Regions from separate parts of the Sus scrofa genome. Here region 2 is linked to region 1. Evidence: chromatin contacts called from public HiChIP or PLAC-seq data. All regions are on one chromosome and are shown on one strand. Each heading gives the region's core, a stretch centred on a gene start, on an enhancer-like site or on the middle of the called end of the contact. The rest is flanking DNA. Distances are from core to core; before and after follow the strand shown.

Region 1 (2,864 bases), core at 18-2,517:
GACCAGTGTCACTCTGTCCAGGGATGGTACATGACCCAGGCTGGGCCAATCTGAGGACTTTCCTAGGATTTTGAACTAAGAACTGAGGAAGCTAGTCAGACCATCTCTGCTTAAAAATACTGTATACAAGAAACACCCTAATTATAGTGTATCAGTCAAGACTGGATATTGCTGCATTTGACTGAAACTCCCACCCCACACATGCCACAGCAAAAAAGAACTAAAGTAGCAACTAATAAAATGGACATATATATTGCTCTTATAGAAAAGAAGTCCAAAAGCAGGCAGTGCAGGGCCAGCAAGAGAGTTTCAAAGTCAGGCTCTGATCTTTCTGCTTCTCTATCTTCAGCACAGTTTCCAATCTCCAAGTCATCAGTTTCAGTAAGGCTGCAGGAACTTCAGTGATCTTATTTGCATTCCTGGCAGCTGGAAGGACAAAAGGGAGAAAAAGAGCAGGACCCTCTACCTTATTAGAAGGCTTAACTCTTCTGCTTACATTTCATTGGTCTGAACTTAGTCACATGGCCAAACCTATTTGCAAAGATCGCTGGGAAGTGTAGTCTTTTAGCTGGGAACTATTGCTGCCCAATAAAACTGGGGTTCTGTCACTAATGAGGAAAGGAGGAATGCATGTTGGACTAGGATACTAATAATCTCTGCTCCTTGGAGTAATTCTGCCACATGGAGGAAGCTGGTCTGTTGTCCTATCTCTGTATTTCCCATGGCTTGGTTATTTAATCTTAGTTCTGATTATAGGAGATACTTGGGATCCTTTTAATAAATTCCTTCTTTTCTTCCTTTCATTAGAAAAAGTGTCAGTCACAGCTACAAAAATCCTGGTACTCCTCTCCTTTAAGGTTCCTTGATGACTCCCTGTGACACTGGCCTTGAGAAATGAAGGAATTTACTGGTATTGAGCAATGTTTTTCAGAGTCCCCCTGGAGCTGGTAGAGAGGGACTAATAGCCCTTGTAGGTTTATTGGTTATTTTAACTAGAGGATTGGCTGCCTCCACATACTCATTTGTGAAAATGTTGCAGTGCTTTGCTGTTCAGGTGAGTCTCTGCTTCTTTGGTCCTAAATCCAAGACTCTCTGGCTCTCTCCTTGGTTCTGGGTCCTGGAACAATGCAGAGAAGTTGGGAATGGGTTTGTGTTTTCTTGTTTCTTCCACTTTTGTCTGAAATCACAGTTGTTTCCCTTTTCCACTCAAAAGCACTGGGAGAGAACTTGGGCTCCAGTGACTCAAGCTATAAAACAGCTTCCTCTCCTGCTTGGCAGGAACCCAGGAGAGGTCTCCAAGACATTAGTCTGTCTGCCTGGGTTGTGCCAGGACTCAGCTCACTCTCTTAATTTGGCAGAGAGCAAGGTAGAAATCAGGAGGAGAGGATTTCTTCGGCCCTTTGCTGGAGAGTCACTTATACCACCGTTCTGGTGACATCTAGCCTGGGGGTTCAGTTGACCTTGGGAGAGCCTGGAGGTGTGTTTTGGGGAGGAGGGCTAGGCCTCCTAAGGATTCTTTTTTGACAAACCCAGTAACTGCATGGAAAGAGAGCCCACTCAGCTCCAACCCCACACCCCATCCCAGCGAGGCTGGAGGTGGAGCTCAGAGCTGATCATGGGATTTGCAAGGGCAGGTCATTGTGGTTAGTTGATGGGCATTTGAGAATGCATTTTGTGCTGAGTCTATGGGTAAAAAAATACTTCTCTATGAGCTGATTTTATTGCTGCAATGAACCTCATCTCTATGAGTCAGAAGGTCATCCTCTGCAGCAACCATGTGACTGGGAATCAGAGAAAAGGGCCTCTAGAAGTAATTTTATACACCTCTTGCCTCTCTTCCATTAAATCCAGTTGCCTAATAGCTGAGAATTACTGAGAACTCATTATTGGCAAGTGCCAGACTCCAGTATCTTACATAATCTTCCCCATAACCCTCTGAGTTTGGTAATGTTCACTCTCCAGTTTAGCACATGGGAAAACTGAGGCTCAGAGTCATCCCTCAAATTGTCAGAGTTGGGATTCAAGTTCAGGGTTAGTTGGAATCCCAAGCCTATACACCTCACCACGCTCTACCACCTTCTGCAATATATACTGAAGTTTTTTAGGGTTCCTAAGATGGTTTCTAGACACTGGTGGCAGGACCAGATTAATCTCGAGGTGTCCATAACCATCTCCAGGAGGGCTATGTCCTGCCTCCCTTATTATTGAGTTCCAATGTGTCATTATCCCCCAGAGTTACAACTGAGCAAGCCACATAAGTATTTTACATACTTTATTAGGTACATTAAAAAAGTAAAGAAACAGGTATCACCACAACTCATGCTATCTGCATAAAATATTTAAATAATCACATGACAGTGGCATATCAATACATAGAAAACAAGATCATTCCAACTGAATCAATCCATTGACACTGACATCATCAGAGTTGTTTTTATTTTTTGTTTTTATTTTTAAGTTTTATTTTTTTATTGAAGTAGAGTGGATTCACAATATTGTGTCAGTTTCAGGTGTACAGCCAAGTGATTCAGATATACATATATATGTGTGTGTGTGCACACATACATATACATGGGTGTACACACACATATATATATGCATATACACACATGCATATGCAAATATACATATATACCCGCAGATAAATATACATATATACACACATATACACATACACACACATATACACATACACACATACATATACATATATACACACAGATACATATACATATATATACACACATACACACACATATATATTCATATACAATCTATATTCTTCTTTAGCTTATTTTCCATTATAGATTTTTATTAAAAATCTTAAATATACAGAGTTCCCGTTGTGGCGCAGCGGAAATGAA
Region 2 (2,778 bases), core at 73-2,572, 210 kb after region 1:
CACAGACCTGCCCAAGGGAAGAGAGGGGAAATGATGGAATGAAAGGGAAGGAAGAGAGGAGGGGGGGGGATGGAGGAAGGGGAGGAGGGAAGGAGAGAAGAAAGAAGGGAGGGAGAGAGGAAGGGAGGGATGGAGGAAGGGAAGGGGGGGCATGAGGGAAGATAGGGAGAGAAGGAGGGAAGGAGGGAGGGAGGAAAGCAGATGGAGGAAGTAAATCCGGGAAAAGAGAGAGAGAGAAGGAAAGAGAATGAGAGAGAAGGGAAATGGGGAAGTGGAAGAAAGGAGAGGCAGGGGCTCCAGATGAAAGGCACTCGTAACACCCGTGTTGCTGTGATCCCTCCGCGCTCAGCTGAGTCCTGGAGCCTGGAGGCTGGAGGCTCCCGTCCCCGCTCTGCCCGCCTTGCTCTGTGCCAGCGCGCTGGCCTCGCACGCACAGCTCTTGCCTGCAGCTCAACACCCTGAGCTCCTTAAATAGCTCTGAACCGCACGGAGTGGTGGATAAACATTTGTTTCACAGCTCACAAAGCAGAGCTGCTGGCTACCGGCAGGTTTGATGTAATGAGTTCCATTCTGGACCCCGGGGAGCATTTAGAATGGGCTCTTCTTAGCCCAGGCTGCCAGTCAAGCTGGCTCCAATGGGGGGAAACACAGCCCTGATTTCTTCCCCACCACCCTTTCCAGATCTGGAATCCCCAGAAGCCAAACTGCTCCATTCTCCTGGGATAGGACTAGGGGGAGAGTGCCTCAGGCACCTTGAGTGGGGGGTACCAAAAAGAGGGGCTGGGTCACCACCTCCTTCCTCTGCAGCCTTCGGAAGTGACCTGGGCTCATGAGCGGTCCAGAGGACGGCTCCCCTCAGGGGCTGAAAATCGCAGGCCATTTATGGTCCTTTCTCCTCCCGGTCACATAGAGTCTTCTACAGCTGTGGGGCTCTGAAAAAAAGAGGCAGAGGTAGGACAGCCAGGCGTTGCCACCCTGAGTCTGCAGCCAGCCTCCCTGACCACTGCTCACCACCATCTAGAATGTGCTCACCTTGGAACTCAGAGAGCTGCAGGGTCTGCCCAGGAGCCAAAGTGCCTACAGGTGGACCAGCACCCCCATCACGGTGCCATAGGGTGGTGAGTGGGGGCGGCCAGCTGATTCTCCTTATTCTCCGCTTCCCCCCTCCCCAGACTCCCCACTTCAGGACACTGTGACACGCTGCCAGGAGGAGCTGAGGACCCCTTGATAGGATGAATAAATGGCAATTACATTACTGGCCTTTCAGCACTTCCTCTGTGGATATTAATAGCCATTAATGCCCCGTTGTTTTGCGCGGTGCCGGAACCTGCCAGCCAGAGCACCAGGGCGGGTCACTGCCCCAGCCCCCTCGCTCACCACTTCCCCCCACCACTGCCTCATTTGTTTCAGAATTTCAGGAAGGAAATGAACTAATAAAGACAGTGGGTGGAAAATTAGAAGTGGAGAAAACAAATCCAAGGGGAAGTGATGTCGTTTTCCAGCCAAATTGGTTGTTGAATTGGCTTCTTGGACTGTTATGATTGGGATCCCTAGGGGTCAGCGTGTTCCTTCCTCAGACTCCAGGAAAGAGTCACCATGGAAGTTTACATCCGTTTCCTCAGAGTAACTGGGGTTGGAGAAATTGGCAAATGACCTCAGGGGCAGACCTGAATTTCCCCACAAGTGCAAGTGAGGTGGCAAGAATAGGAAGAAATCCGGCTGAAATGGCAGAAGTTTTGATGTAAGGCCCGTTTCCTTGGATCTTCCCCTTCCTTGTAGCAACTCCTTGAGGGAGCAGGAGCCTTGGAATCAGAGACTGGTCTTAGCAAGCTGGCTCCATGCCCTGGACTATAGGAGATGAGAAGATCATGCAACTTTTGGGTAAGAAGACTTCTTTATATCTGTGTGATCTTGAGCAGGTGACACGCCTTCTCTGAGCCTCAATAACATTCTCATCAGAAAAGACATTTCCTAGAACAGGACGGTAGGTAATAAATGATAAGCACTAGTCCATGCCCTGTGTTGTGGTGAGCCAGTTTGTAGCAGCTCATGACCCAATGAGTTACCTCTCTTTCTAAATTTGTCTTTAGCGGCATCACTTTGGTAGCTTAAAATCAGCCATGGTGGGAGTATTTACACCACAGAAATTGGCACATGCTACCGATTAAGCCATATATATATATATATATATATTTTTTTTTTTTTCCCCACAAGAGAGCTGACTGCTCAGCATTCACCAGCGCATGACTGTTCCTGCCCCATTTCAGTTCTCTGGAATCGCAGGGTCTTAGAGCATTTCCTTGGGCCCCTGGAAGCTGCAAGCCAGCCCTGTGGATGATCTATTTGCCTCCCGTCCACCACAACAAACTGCTCACTGCTAGCGGGGATTGTCAAAATCTCCTTGAGGCCCTATTAGAAAGCTGCAGCTTCTTGATCTATTCAGCACCAAGAGGCCATTGTCGAGGAAGTTGATTGTAGTCCAAATCCAGGTATCAATTCAAAATGTTTTTGCCTCAGACAACCGCGTACGATCAATCAGTAATGTAATCCTCTGCTGGTAGAACACAAAAACAAAGCCCCACCTTGCCTCTTAAACACACCATCATTAGTCTTAGGATAAACTATAAATTGATGCATAGAGCAAACAGCCAGCGCTGCGTCCCGGGGAAGGGGAGCAGATGAAATAGCAGTACTTTATGGTGAATGACAAATCATTGCTCGTTCGGTTCCCTATCAAGTGGAACACCATCAATCACATGGTGGGCTTGTTGGGTTCCA

Evidence for each region. HiChIP or PLAC-seq counts read pairs in DNA pulled down with a chosen protein or histone mark.
Region 2: an H3K27ac HiChIP or PLAC-seq map of alveolar macrophages shows a contact between it and region 1. The contact joins two enhancer-like sites. A contact is called at or near these places in 1 of 47 Hi-C or Micro-C datasets (brain) and 1 of 2 datasets of contacts at active chromatin or transcription factors (alveolar macrophages).

The regions. Positions count from the first base shown.
Region 1 is chr9:43,173,429-43,176,292 of Sscrofa11.1, forward strand. No RefSeq gene overlaps it. Among named protein-coding and RNA genes, the nearest start is that of CADM1, 190 kb to the left of the region's middle. Within about 2 kb of position 1,268, at least 11 of the 83 cell types and tissues checked have an H3K27ac peak or open chromatin away from gene starts, as enhancers often do. A contact at or near this core is called in alveolar macrophages, where this site is marked.
Region 2 is chr9:43,379,484-43,382,261 of Sscrofa11.1, forward strand. No RefSeq gene overlaps it. Among named protein-coding and RNA genes, the nearest start is that of CADM1, 400 kb to the left of the region's middle. Within about 2 kb of position 1,323, at least 15 of the 83 cell types and tissues checked have an H3K27ac peak or open chromatin away from gene starts, as enhancers often do. A contact at or near this core is called in alveolar macrophages, where this site is marked.